3 separate regions of the Gossypium hirsutum genome follow, and regions 2 and 3 are each linked to region 1. The links are chromatin contacts, called in public Hi-C maps. All regions are on one chromosome and are shown on one strand. The core of a region is the stretch at or near the end of the contact, and the rest is flanking DNA. Distances in the headings are between cores, read along the strand shown. Region 1 holds the start of LOC107914688 (mitochondrial import inner membrane translocase subunit PAM16 like 2). Region 2 holds the start of LOC107914687 (transcription factor bHLH128). Region 3 holds the start of LOC107914684 (pirin-like protein).

Region 1 (4,481 bases), core at 984-3,483:
CTAGCAAGGTTGTCGTCTTATCTTTCTAAGCTTCTGTTTTGCACATTTTACTAGTTGATCCCTGTCTCTTTACACTACCGTGACCTCAAAACTCTAGTATTGCAAGAGCCACAACCGCTGCAACCTCAATATAAAAGGCACTACGGTTGAAGAAACTAGAAAGTCCATTTGCACCACACAATACAACAGCAACAAGCAAGCAGAAATAACAAACAAACCCTTTTCACAATAAGCAGAGTCTGCTTGGATGATTATACCATACAATTGCTCCATTTTTAAAAGCAAGCTCCTAATGTTCAAGCAAAGTTAACATTATGTACATGGAATAATAGTACTGCAGTAAAGAACTAACTTGAAAGTGCTTGACGGTATGCCTGAACAACGGCCCGAGCCAATATACCTGAGCCCATTACAATTAAGTTGGCAAGAATCTTCGCAGCCTACATTTAAAGATATACGGATAAGCAAAGAAGAATGATAATACAAAGGAAAAAAGCCTAAAAAGAAAATGTAAAGTTTTAACTATTTTACACTCACCCATTGCAACATTCTCTCTTCCCTGAATAGTTTTATCAAGCAAGAAGACAGTATTTCAAATTCCAGAATTCTTAAAATCAAGACACCAGACAACACTTAAATAGAACCAGAACACAGAGAAAGAACCACAAGACAGCTCAATAAAGCTTACTGCAAACTTCCTAAAACCTTGTTTAGAATTTAATTTTATCTGGAACTGATTCTTTCAATTGAAAGTTGCATGTCTGTGGTTCAATGTAAGATATTGTTACCTCTATTTTGTCCTTCGATCACTTTCAGGTTGAACACATTCGTGACTTGCATCACCTATAATTTAAGAAATATCACTGCTATAACTAGCAATGAACTTGTATGGCTTGATAGAATAATGATGCTACCCTAATCATTCCAACAACAACTCACTTTAATGCCCGATTTGGTGGTTTGGGAAAACTAAGCATTAAACCTATTTAAAACCTAATGTAACTAGACTCATTTGGGAATTGGGATCCATTTGGATTCTTAAAAATAAAATGAATATAGAGTCCAAAACTAAGGAAGCTGATGCCTATGACAAACTATAGCAAACAAAAACAGAGACACCCTATAACATCAAAATTAAGAAAAGAAAGATAGATAGAGACATTGAAGCAAGAAGTGACATACACAACAAGCAAAACCACTCAAGTTTTAGGTTTTAAGAGCACTAAAAACTAAGCTCCAACCTTAGTAGATCTAAGAGAGCAAAAGAAACACTTGTATTACAAAAGCTGTTTGGCCTCAGCTTGAAAAAACTTGAATTCAGCTTGACCAAATCTTGAGCTAGTGAAAGAGCTCAATTTGAGTATTTGACTCGAGTAGTTTAAGAGCTTAATCGAGCTTTTTCTTTTTAATTACTATTAAATGTTTCAATTCAAATCCAAACTTGAGTATAGAAACTGAGCTTATATTTTACTTTAATTGAGTAAGCTCATCCAGTTCGACTATTATCTCAAATTGCTTCAGCTATAAAAGCAAAATTCAATCAAACTCAAGTTGAGCGTTGAGCCTTGCATTTCAGATCGAGTTTCGAATGATTTGAGCTCGACTACACCCTGTAAACTGACCTACTCTTTCGGATTACATTACTCGCTTGCAAAATCAAAAACCGAAATTCAAATTGATACTAAAAGAGAGCAAAAAGTTGAACCAGATCATTTTAACTTGAAACAAGATTATGTCCAAGACAATAACATCCATAACTTCTGTAGCAGATTATCAGGAAATTACTAACCAAGTTATTGTTGCATCACGAATCTGAATTACCTAAAAGTTTACAAGCAAACTAAAAACATCCAAACAAACATTCAGAAAGAGCATTTTTAACATTCTGTTCCATTATAATTGTCTGTATTTAACAATAATTCATCGAAATGAAATACAAAAAGAGAAGAAAAATCATGCAACTGATTCATTAGATCAAATATTAGAGAAGGGTAATAGAGAAACGTACCATAATGGATCGAAATTCGAGCTAATCAATGATTTATATGAGAAAAAGGTTCTTTTTACCCCGAAGAAAAAGGGGAAAACAAAATTAATTTCTATCGGAAGAAAATTTAGAGAAAGGGATAAACGGAGAAGGAAAATTCGAGAAAGCGAAGCAGTCTTTTTCGGGGGTCTTTTTTAAGAAAGTTTATGCGACTCCCATACCTTCTACGGAACCTGGAATTGTTAGATTCTTTCCTTTTTTTTAATGATTATTTATGGAAGAAACCCAAGTTGTTTTTGGGCTAAATTGCATTATCGATGAGAGAAAGCCCAAATGTTTTGGATTTAGAATCCAACAATGAAAATTCTGCTAAACAATTTCAAAATGTTGTAGAAAGAAGGGTAGAGTACAAAAATAATCATTAACTATTTTAATTATTTAATTATTAATTTTTTAATTTAATCACTACAATTTTTGAAATTAAATATTTTATTCACTCCCCCTAAGTCGTAGTTAGATAAGTGATGGAGGAGTTGATGTGGGTTATTTTATTAGCTTAATAATAAATTTAACTCTATAATATTTACACATTTTTATCAATATATATATATAAAAAACTCAACAAATTTATTCAACAATATTTTAAAAAAAATCAATAAATTTAGCATTTTTACTCTCAACAACCACCTTCTTGCTCTTCTGGATTGTTATTGTGTAGCTGTCTTCACCACTAGGTACGAATATTACTCCGTAGCTCACTTCCCATAGCTTTCTCAAACTTAACTAATATATGTTAAAGTACTAATAAGTAATAAATGTAAGGATAATAATTCTGTCATAGGTTAGCACCCAAAAGGTCACGCTGAGAGTGTCGAAGATGGAAAGTGATGTCGGCTCGAGTATGCATTCTTTCACCTTGCAACACAAAGAAGTTGCCCATTTGACTATAAAGTGTAACCAGTAGAAAAGATTACAGCCTGCGTAACTGTGCAAAGTCTCCACGGATTTACTCGGCCCGTAATAGAGACGTTTTGATTTCCACTGCCGCTTTTTCAAACAAACTGAGATTGCAGCCATGGCCTGCATCTAAGGAATTAATTTAGTATTTGATGAAAAAAAATCATGATGTATAGAAGTATGATTTATGTTTACTCTTAACAGAGTTAAAAAGGATACCAAATTTTAAAATGAAGATGTAATTGTGATTAATAAATTTAACAAAATTAAAAATAAAATGTCAAAATTGAAGTTTATAATTTAATTTTAAAATGTTTTAAATCAAAATTGAGGGAAAAATGTAATTATATAGTGATTTGGTAATGAGTTTTTAATTATTATATTAAATAAAATAATATTTTTATATATCAAAGTTTTTTTAATGAAATTTTTTTAATAATTTGCTTTTCTGAATATTGAACTTAAAAGATAAATTTTGTAAACATTGGAGGTTAAATTTGTTGTTTTTTTTTAAGATTTAGGATCAAATTAATAGAATGTATAAACATTAAAGGGTTAAATTTGTTATTAAACCAATAAAAAAATTCATGCCAATTTTCTGTCAATCATCTAACGACAAATAGTGGGAGAGTGACTAAAATATTTAATTTCAAAAAATTTAGTGACGAACTCGAAAAAATTAATAGTTAAGTGACCAAAATAGAACAAAGTCAATAATTTAGATGCCATTTTTGTATTTTACCCAAGAAAGTAAAGAAACAAGAAATAGGAGGAGATTATGAGAGAAATAAGTACTTTATATTTACAATGCTTCCCCAAATTTTATATTTATACGCATAAGAAGTATAAATGGAATAAAATTTTACTCCTAATGGACATTAGAGTCCTAAAGTATATTAAATTTTTTATTCTAATGGATATCCACTTTATAATAATAAAATATTTATGACACTCTCCATTGGATGTCTATCGAAAGATAATATGTCTCATTAGAATCTTATTAAGATAAAAACCTTGTGGGAAAAAAAGTCTTAGTGAAGGAAAAAGAGAATACATATTTATAACACGCATAACATATTGTCTCATTAAAAACCTTATTCGAAAAATCTACTGGGGCAAAACCTCAATTAAGGGAAAAAGAGTATAATGTATTTACTCCCATTCATGATAACATCACATAATATCTTAGATTCTACGTATTTCATTCTTGAATACTAGTTTTTCAAATGATCACTTGAGCAGATTTGCTAAATGTTCATATCATAATTTTTCTAAAAGTACTCACGAGTAAAGAAGAATTTTGGGGAAACATATTTTGATCTCTTCAAGAGTTTCAACAATAATTATAGCAAATTTTAATCATGATCATTTTATAAAAAAAAATACATATGTTCAAAAAATTCTAGTTCATATAAAAATTTACTCAAATGTATTGAACAATTTCTTGGGACTTTTTATTTGCTTCTAGCATTCTAACTCTTTTAAGGATTTTAATATAAAAACTTCACTACATAATGATTCATATAAAAGGTTATAA
Region 2 (4,116 bases), core at 1,134-3,633, 180 kb after region 1:
AAGTACCATCACATGCACTTAAATTTCATTGGACCGTGACATAAATAGACAACTATTTTTCCAAACACAAGATTTCTGTTAATGTTATCTTTATTTCTAATTATTTTGTCCAATGGGAAAGGTAGTAGTGAGTCCACTTGGTAGTAAAAAAATGGGGATGTTTGTTAATGAATGAATAAAAAAATAGAATGCTTGCTAGGTTAACTCAACTTTCTCATAAGTTAGGTTTAATTCAATGTATGATATGGTCCCCCTTTCCATTTGTTTTGGCTTCTTGGGAACACCATTTTTTCTATATAAGATTATGAATGCTCAATTATATGTGGGTAATTAGATTATATTTCTTTTAATTAAAGAAATGGATGATTTTCAACCAAAATTAAGTAGAGATACTAATTCATGAGTTTAGAGTGGAGAAGGAGCTCTAAAAGATTTTCTCTTTTAGGGAAAAATATTTTATCAATACTACTCTCTTTTTTAATTATTTAAAATGATGATACATGAATTAATATTGATTCTTTTATATACACTGATTAGAGGTGTTCATGGGCCGGGCCCAGAAAAATTGACTCGCATCTTAGGCTCGGGCCCGGCCCGGCCCGAAACATGGACTTAAAATTTTGTCCAGACCTGACCCGAAAAATTTTCTAAGCCCGAGCCCGGCCTATTTTTTAATAAATACAAAAAAATATTTTAAAAATAAAAATAAAAAAAGTATTTTAAAATTAAAAAATAAAAAATAAAAAATAAAAAAATATTTATTATATTCAGGTCGGTCCGGACCGAGCTCAGGCCAAAAAAGTGGTGCCCGAGGCCCGGCCCGTTTTCTAAACATGCCTCTTTTTTTCCCAAACTCATATTTCGAGCCTATATTTTTACCCGAACCCTCAAATATTTTGGGCGGGCCATCGGGCCTGGCCGGGCCGCTCGGCCCATGAGCACCTCTAACACTGATTCATGAATACTTGTTGATTTGACTGTTTTTAAATATATAAATGTATGTATATTTTAAAAATAAATAAATATTACCAAAAATATACACTACTATATATGGAAAGCCCTAAAGTCTTTCTTTCTAGACACCAGGCACTTTCTTCTTTTTTACATTCTTAATAAAAATGGTTAATTTTTAATTTTGGTCCCTCTTCTTTTTGACACTCTCTTTTTCATTTTTGACATTCTTAATTTTCAATTTTGGTTCCTTCTACTTTTTAATTATATAAAAATAGTCAAATTTCAGATATGGTCCCTATACTATGTTAAAATTTGAGATTCGATCTTTATATTTGAATTTTTTATATAATTTAGTGTCTCAACATTTATAATGTCATTAGTTAATCTAAATATTTTATTCTAATCAAAATGCTAACGTAAATTTAAAGAATCGTTAACATCGTTAAATTATTTGTTAAATTCAAGTCCATTTTTTGTGACATGATTATCGAGTTCTAAGTTTATAATGTCACGCCAACAAATTTAACAGAAGAATATTAATGGTGTTGATAATTGAATCTGAATTTTATGTTTGAAAAATAAAGGAACTAAATTCTTTAAAAAATAGATATTAAATTTCAAATATACAAAGAGTATAGAAACTTAGAGAATGTTGTAACCTTTAAATTTTAACTAACTAGTTCAAAATCAATGAACCCAATGCGGAGCATGAGTTGGAAACCATACTAGTTATTATTAACATGTAAAGTTTATTTTATATGCAAATGATATTTGTTGTGAAAAATGAATTAACAATTAGAATATACATCTAAATATTACTTTTTTGCCCATTAAATTTATTTACTTTGTAAGACTAATGAAATTTTCTACATAAAATGGATTCTATTTTCATTTATAAAGTTGAAAATTGATAGCTCCTTTATTAATTTGTTAGAATGCGGTCTTTATGAAAACTTTTAAACAAGAGCGAATAGCAAAATTAGCAGGTGCCGAGATTTAATTATAATTTTTTTATAGACTAAAATATAAGTTTATATGTATCAATTTTTAATTTCTTTACTGATAAGGGGATTACATTGAAAATCTTTTTATTGTTGTTGTTATTTTTGGGTTACCTACCCCTTAGATTTGCCTCGCCAACTTAAAAATCAGTAGTTGAACAATTTATATATACAAAATTAGTAAAGACCAATAATTTAAGAATTTATGGACAACAAATTAGCAAAAGTGGAGGGATTAAATTGGTGAGATTAGATTAAGTTATTAATTGTTATAAATTACGAGAAATTAAAGTAAATAAAAATTGGATGTAGTTATAATATAAAATAATAAAATAATTTTATTAGAGTGAGACTCCAATCAAAATTTGGCAATAAAATTATTTAATGTCATTAATAATAAAATCAACAATAGTCCAACTCGGCAAGAGAACAAAAAAAGAAAATCAAAGAGCACGTGAATTATGCCAACTCAGATAAGAACTAAAAAACAATTTAGTTGTGGTGACGTAACAAAAATCACCACCGTGTGATGGAAGCAAAACCTCCATACGACATTTCCCCATCAAGCATCCAAACCATCCCTCCATTTTTATGTACTCCTTTGAGCTTTGAAAAAAAGAAGATTTCTCCTTTAACTTATATAATTTCCCTTCCTAGTTCTTCCATTTCTCCACGCTACCAAAGCCATGTATCCATCATCTTCGTCTCAAAAGCCCATGGGTCAATCCGGCCTCACCCGTTACGGTTCTGCTCCCGGCTCCTTTCTGGCCAACGCCGTTGATTCCGTCATCGGAGCGGACCCTAACCTCGTCGGCCACTACTTCTCCGCCGCTGACTCCTCCTCTTTAACATCAGAGTCAACTTGTAAAGTCAGCTCATCCAACGATCCGCGAGAGCCTAAATCAGCTGCTGCTGCTGCTCCTGCTCCTCCTCATCCTCCTCCGCATCATCCCCATGGATCTTACCCTGCACCTTCTTCTTCCTCTCTGCTCAGACAACGCAGCTCCCCCGCCGGTTTCCTTAGTCACCTCACATCGGAAAACGGTAACGCCTCCTCCCTTTTTTTCCCTTTGAAAGCGACCGTTTTGTCCTTGTTTATCTGATTAATCATTATCTACTTAGGGGTATTTTTGACTTTTATGACTTCCTTTCCTTTTGATTGGTGGCTTTCCTTGGCCTGAATAATTCACCGGCATTATTATGCTAAGCGTTGACGAAATGTTTAAGTTGACCCGAATGTCACTTTCTATTCAATTTAATTACGAAAATTAGAGTAATAATGAATCTCACCTTTAAAGAAAAGATTGCTTTAATTTGATTTGGTGTCTTATGTAACTCATGATTTACCGTTGCAAATTTATTTTTATTAATCCTAATCTAGTTTACTTTGTTGTCTTTAATAATTATTAATCTCCAAAATGTTATATTTCAACGTCCATTTTCAATTTTGATTAAACGTTTTAGTTCTTGAATGAAGCAAAGCAAAACTGGGTTATTTCCATTTTTTTTAAAAATTACTAGCTTGTCAAAGTGCGTTTTTAATACTGAATTTGAATTTCCGGCTTTCAATTTTAATTTTATAAAATAGGGTTTGTTTTATGATTTTTTTTCACTCATAAAGTTTTAATATTTTCTTCATGAATATTTTTACGAAAAAAATAAATTTTCAAACAAATAAAAAGTAATCAAGAAATTTTATATGGTATTTTTAAAAAATAATTTTGTAATTTTAAATATAAAATATTTATTTTTACATCATAAGAAAAAAATTAATTAATTATAAATTAAATAAAAATAGAATTTGATTTGGTTTGATCCAATTAATCGGTTTGGGTTGATTTTTGTTTTTTCGATAATTTTTTCTCAACCTTAAACAGAACTTATCAAGTATCTTTAAATTACATTAAAAATACACATTAGCTTCTTAAACTTTGCTGATAATTATTTTTTAAATAGATGAATTAATATTTGATACTACTAATAAATTTTTTTAACTTTTTTAGTAAGTTTTAAATAACTTTTATGCACAACTAAAAAGTTGAAATGATATAAAATTATACTATTCTTTTTGATCTATCTTTAGACTGTATAGTTAAAAAGCTAAATGTTGCAAAAGACAAAGGCACTTTGAAGCAAAGAAGTGTATTTCAACATGGGGTGT
Region 3 (4,660 bases), core at 1,357-3,856, 250 kb after region 1:
GCTGAAACTAGGTTTTAAGCATTTTTATCTGGACCAGACTCAGACCTAACAAACGGGTCTTAAATTTTTATTAAGTCCAACCCGAACCCAATCTATTTTAGCCCATGAACACATTTAGTCCAGTCACTAACTTTCAAATTTTAATTTAATAAAATCATGACCAAACAAAATCAATCACTCTCTTCCCCCTTCGGCCTCTTAGTGGATCTTGCAGTTGGATTGTAGGTGAAGAAAGGGTCATCTGTTGGTGCAATAGATATGATTAAGAATCCAATTCAACATATAAAAAAGTTTTTTAAAAGAAAAAAACCCTACCATAATATCCACCAACAGAGAAAAAAAAAACATAAGATATATACCAAAAGGGTTTTTAAAAAAAACATAATATATATTTTTAAAAAATACAAAATGGAAAAGATAATAAAAATCTAGTTGAAAAATATAATTAAACTAAAGATAAGATGACCCCATAAAATCAGCATGATGACTTTTAGTGATGAACTATATATGCACACACTTCTCCAGCTTGCACTTTGAACCTCTAGAAGCTTTTTTTTTTTTTTGCTCCAATGAATAGGAAATCTTTCCTTTTCAGCTCTCCTATCTCACCTCTCTCTATCATGGAGATAGTGAATGACATATATATATATATATGGGGTGCCCTTTTTTTATTCCTTGGGGATGCTGTCATTGTTGGTAAAGGGCTTTTCAAATCGTATCATCACTCAATGTGATCTCCAGTGCTTAGCCATTTCAAACCCATTTTTGCTGTAGTGATAGTCTTCAATGGTTTGATCAATCTCAGCTTGTGTGTTCATCACAAAAGGACCATACTGAACCACTGGTTCATTCAACGGTTGACCTGCAATGAGCACAAATCTCAATGGCTTTGATGATCTGTTCCACACACTTAGACCATTCCCTGGACCCAAAACTGCCATATGGTTAGGTGGTATGGGTGAATTGTTTTGGTACCCAAACACTCCTTCACCTTCAATTACGTATGCAAATGCATTCCATGATTCTGGGATGTGCTGGTGAACTTGTGTACTTGGCCTTAAACTGAAATCCAAGTACATCGCCGGGGTTCGGGTGTAGACAGGAGATTGGACTCCCATCGATTCCCCGGCGATCACTCGTACTTCTACACCTTCTTCTTCTGCACTTGGAATGTCCTTACTTAATAGCTCCTGATACCTTGGTTCAATCCTGGCAAGATTTTTTCAAAATATTCATGTTCAACATTCATGTTTGACGTATTTTCAAATATGAATAGAAATAGTATGGGATTTTGCTAAACAGGAAATATTGTAGAAGATGTGATGAATTTTCATGACTTTTGCAGATAAAAACAGGTAATTTGAAAACTTGTCCCTTTTCTTTTCCCGAAAAAGCAAACTTGTCATCTATCTCTTGAATTATTTTAAAAATCCATTGTTCAACAAACTACATAAATAGATAAAATACAAGTAATATTTGTATTAACTAAAAACATCATGTACCAGTCAAAGCAAGGAAGACAAATTACATATTAATTAGCTGAAAATATTTGAAAGAGATTCACTTTATTCATAAAAATGGTCTTCAAAATCAAATGGTAATTTGCTGGTTGAAAAAAAAGAGAGAGTAAATTTATAGATTGGCTCCCAAATGCGAAGGTCAAATCCGAATTAAAGTTTCTTACATTTTGTCTTGGGATGAGAGATTGATCCAAAGCTGCAAACCCTTGTGAACACCCTCTCCAGCAGGCATTTCAGAGTGGATTATTCCTCTTCCTGCTGTCATCCACTGCTTCATTCAACCAATAAATCAAAAACCCAGAAATTTGACCAGATCTGTCATTTGAATCATTCAAAGGAGAAAATAATTACCTGCACATCACCGGTATGAATTGTACCTTTATGCCCTGCAAAATCTTGATGAGTGATACCTCCCTGATATCCACAAAAAAACAGGGCCCCAAATGTCAGTTGTTTCTCAAGTATCAATTTGTGTGGTTTTTGTAGAAATTAATGAAACAAGAAATTTACCTGTAACATGTATGTAACTGTTTCAAACCCTGTAAAAAACCACAAACAACATTTACCTCACAAGAATATGATACAGATTTATGGTAAGAAATTTCAAAGAACCTCTGTGAGGATGATCAGGAAATCCAGCCGGAGGAGACACTGCAAACAATAAAAACAAAAATGGTCAATAAATTCAAAAAAGAGAACTTATATATATATATGTATTCTCATATCGGACACTAGTGAAGCTATACCTGTAAAATCATCCATCATGAGGAAAGGATCCAAAGTCTTCAATTCACTCCTGAAATCATATACAAAGAATCAAATTTGAAAAATAAGGATAAAAACCCAGAAAGGCAAAGAGAAAGAAAAAAAATCAAGAAACCTTCCAATGCATCTGCGGACAACAGCACCGTCACCCTCGCGTTGATGCTTGGGAAGAAACTTCTTAGTGACCAATCTTGGTCGAGCGAAAGAGGTTTCAGACATGATTGTTCTTTTTATTTTCTAAACAATGATTCTGCGGATGTCTGCAATGAATGAGTTGCTGTGTAAGCAATCAATCTCTCTGTTTATGTGTTTGAATGATGTTGGGGGGTTTATATATAAGTAGTGAAACTGGGAGATTGAGACCCAAAAAGAGGAGGGAAAGAGTTAAAAATGGGGTTGGTTGGAGGTTCTGACAGAAAGGGAGGCGTGGGGAAACATTTGCATTGGGACCCATTCATTCCATCCTTGGACCAATCATCATCATGATGTCAAGCTTTTGTCATCATCTTTCTGTCTAGATCTTTTTTATATATATGATTGAATTTGGATTAGTTTTATTACTGATTTACTCCACTAAAATAGTATCAATATACACAAAATAAATTAATTACTTGGATATCATTTCAATCCAATTTGAAAATTAGAAAACTTTTTAGATTTTACCATAAGATATAGAATTGGATGAAAATTGAATAAGATGATATAATTTAGGGGTTTTGATGGTATATTTGCCAAAAACACATAAGCCGAAAAAGGACTCATCCTTTTTCACTTTATAATAATAATAATTGAATGACATCTTTCATACCTATGCATTGCGCTGTATTTGTTTATAAAAAACAAAACCTTATCATTTTGACTTTTTTTTTTTCTTTCTTAAACACCTTCTTTTATCATTATTATTATAGCAGCCTTACATATAATATAGATTGGCCAACTGAGTCATCTTGTCATGTGCCATTTTATGCTTGGCTTGCTTCAATTGGATTTAAAGGAGTTAATTTATCGATTTAATTTAATTAAGTAATTTTATTTATTTAACTATTTATTAATTAAATGTTTTTAAATTTTGATGATGAATTGAATTTGAATACTAAGATTAAAATCTATAAAATAGAAGAAAATTAATTTTTTATTGAATAATAAAATTATCCCAAATAGATAATTATTTACAGATTAATATACCAAAAAAGACCCATTTTTTAAAAAAATTATAGAAATAGGCCACTTTTTTTGAAACTTACGGAAATAGGCCTATTATACAAAAACACGTCCAACTGGTGTCATTTTCAGGAGAAAATCAGAAAAGCGCATCCAGCTCAGCGCTTTTTTTCCCTGACCAATAAAACGTGGTCAGGTCAGCGCGCTAAAGGAAAACGCATCCAGGTCAACGTGTTTCCCTTCCCCCCCAACGGTCACTTCCAACGGCTATTTCAAATAGTCGTTGCCCCTCTTCCCCAAGGTAAAAAAAAAAACTATAATTCCCCCTACACACTTTCTTCTCATTCACATTTCTCACAGTTATCTCTTAAATCTCTCAAAAATCTCTCAAATTCTCTCTTAAATTTTTATCTAAATTTTATTTTTTATTTTTTTATTAATATTTTCAATAAATAATTTTTTTATTAAAAATTTGTTCGTGTTCAATATAATTTAGCAATGGCTAGGTCTTTAATCCGTCTTGATAACAAGCACATCTCCGTCAACCAATTGTAAATGGTAAGAATAAATTTTAATTTTTTATTTCATTGTTATATTTTAACTTAATTTTGTTATAATTTTTATGTAAATAGGCGGAAGATCGAAATTTACAATGTCATATTTGTAATCTACCCGGTCCTCCATCACCATTGATCGAAACATACTTGAGGTAAGCCGGTTTTTGGCACGTGACCCTTGTAGGCCGAGGGTGTAATTTGGACCTGAAACTCATAAGCGCGTTGGTGGAGAGGTAAAGACCTAAGACACACACATTCCATCTTCCATGCGGCGGGTGTACTGTCACCTTAGAGGACGTCTATTTACAGTTGGGGTTACCCGTAGACGGGTCGGTAATTACCAAGTCTATTTAATCTGGTGACTGGAGAGTCGTATGTTTAGATCTTTTGGGTGCAGTTCCAAAAACGATTTACAGAGGTCGGATCAAAATGGCTTGGATGCAAAAAACTTTCGCAGAGCTAGTTTAGGATTCGATTGAAGTCCAAAGAGAACAATACGCTCGAGCGTACATCTTTCAAATCATCGGGGGTATCCTAATGCTGGATAAGTCATGAAATCTTGTCCATCTAAAGTGGCTACCAAAACTAGTCGGTTTTAGAGAAGCGGGCGAACTCAGTTGGAGGTCCGCTGTGTTAGCGACATTGTACCGGGAGATG

Evidence for each region. A called contact is a pair of places that touch in the nucleus more often than the background predicts.
Region 2: a Hi-C map of leaf shows a contact between it and region 1, with 4 times the contacts expected there. The contact joins the promoter of LOC107914687 here to the promoter of LOC107914688 in region 1. A contact is called at or near these places in 15 of 34 Hi-C or Micro-C datasets (anther, callus, cotyledon and 3 more).
Region 3: a Hi-C map of leaf shows a contact between it and region 1, with 1.6 times the contacts expected there. The contact joins the promoter of LOC107914684 here to the promoter of LOC107914688 in region 1. A contact is called at or near these places in 4 of 34 Hi-C or Micro-C datasets (callus and leaf).

What each region holds. Positions count from the first base shown.
Region 1 is chrD10:24,256,267-24,260,747 of Gossypium_hirsutum_v2.1, reverse strand. It overlaps LOC107914688 (mitochondrial import inner membrane translocase subunit PAM16 like 2), which reads right to left and starts at 2,233. Exons shown (of 4, transcript XM_016843685.2): 1 at 2,009-2,233; 2 at 353-440. The coding sequence starts at 2,011.
Region 2 is chrD10:24,072,805-24,076,920 of Gossypium_hirsutum_v2.1, reverse strand. LOC107914687 (transcription factor bHLH128) reads left to right here and starts at 2,383. Exons shown (of 6, transcript XM_016843682.2): 1 at 2,383-2,999. The coding sequence starts at 2,642.
Region 3 is chrD10:24,005,091-24,009,750 of Gossypium_hirsutum_v2.1, reverse strand. LOC107914684 (pirin-like protein) reads right to left here and starts at 2,606. Exons shown (of 7, transcript XM_016843679.2): 1 at 2,401-2,606; 2 at 2,267-2,316; 3 at 2,133-2,171; 4 at 2,031-2,059; 5 at 1,872-1,934; 6 at 1,685-1,788; 7 at 227-1,209. The coding sequence starts at 2,504. The coding sequence ends at 726.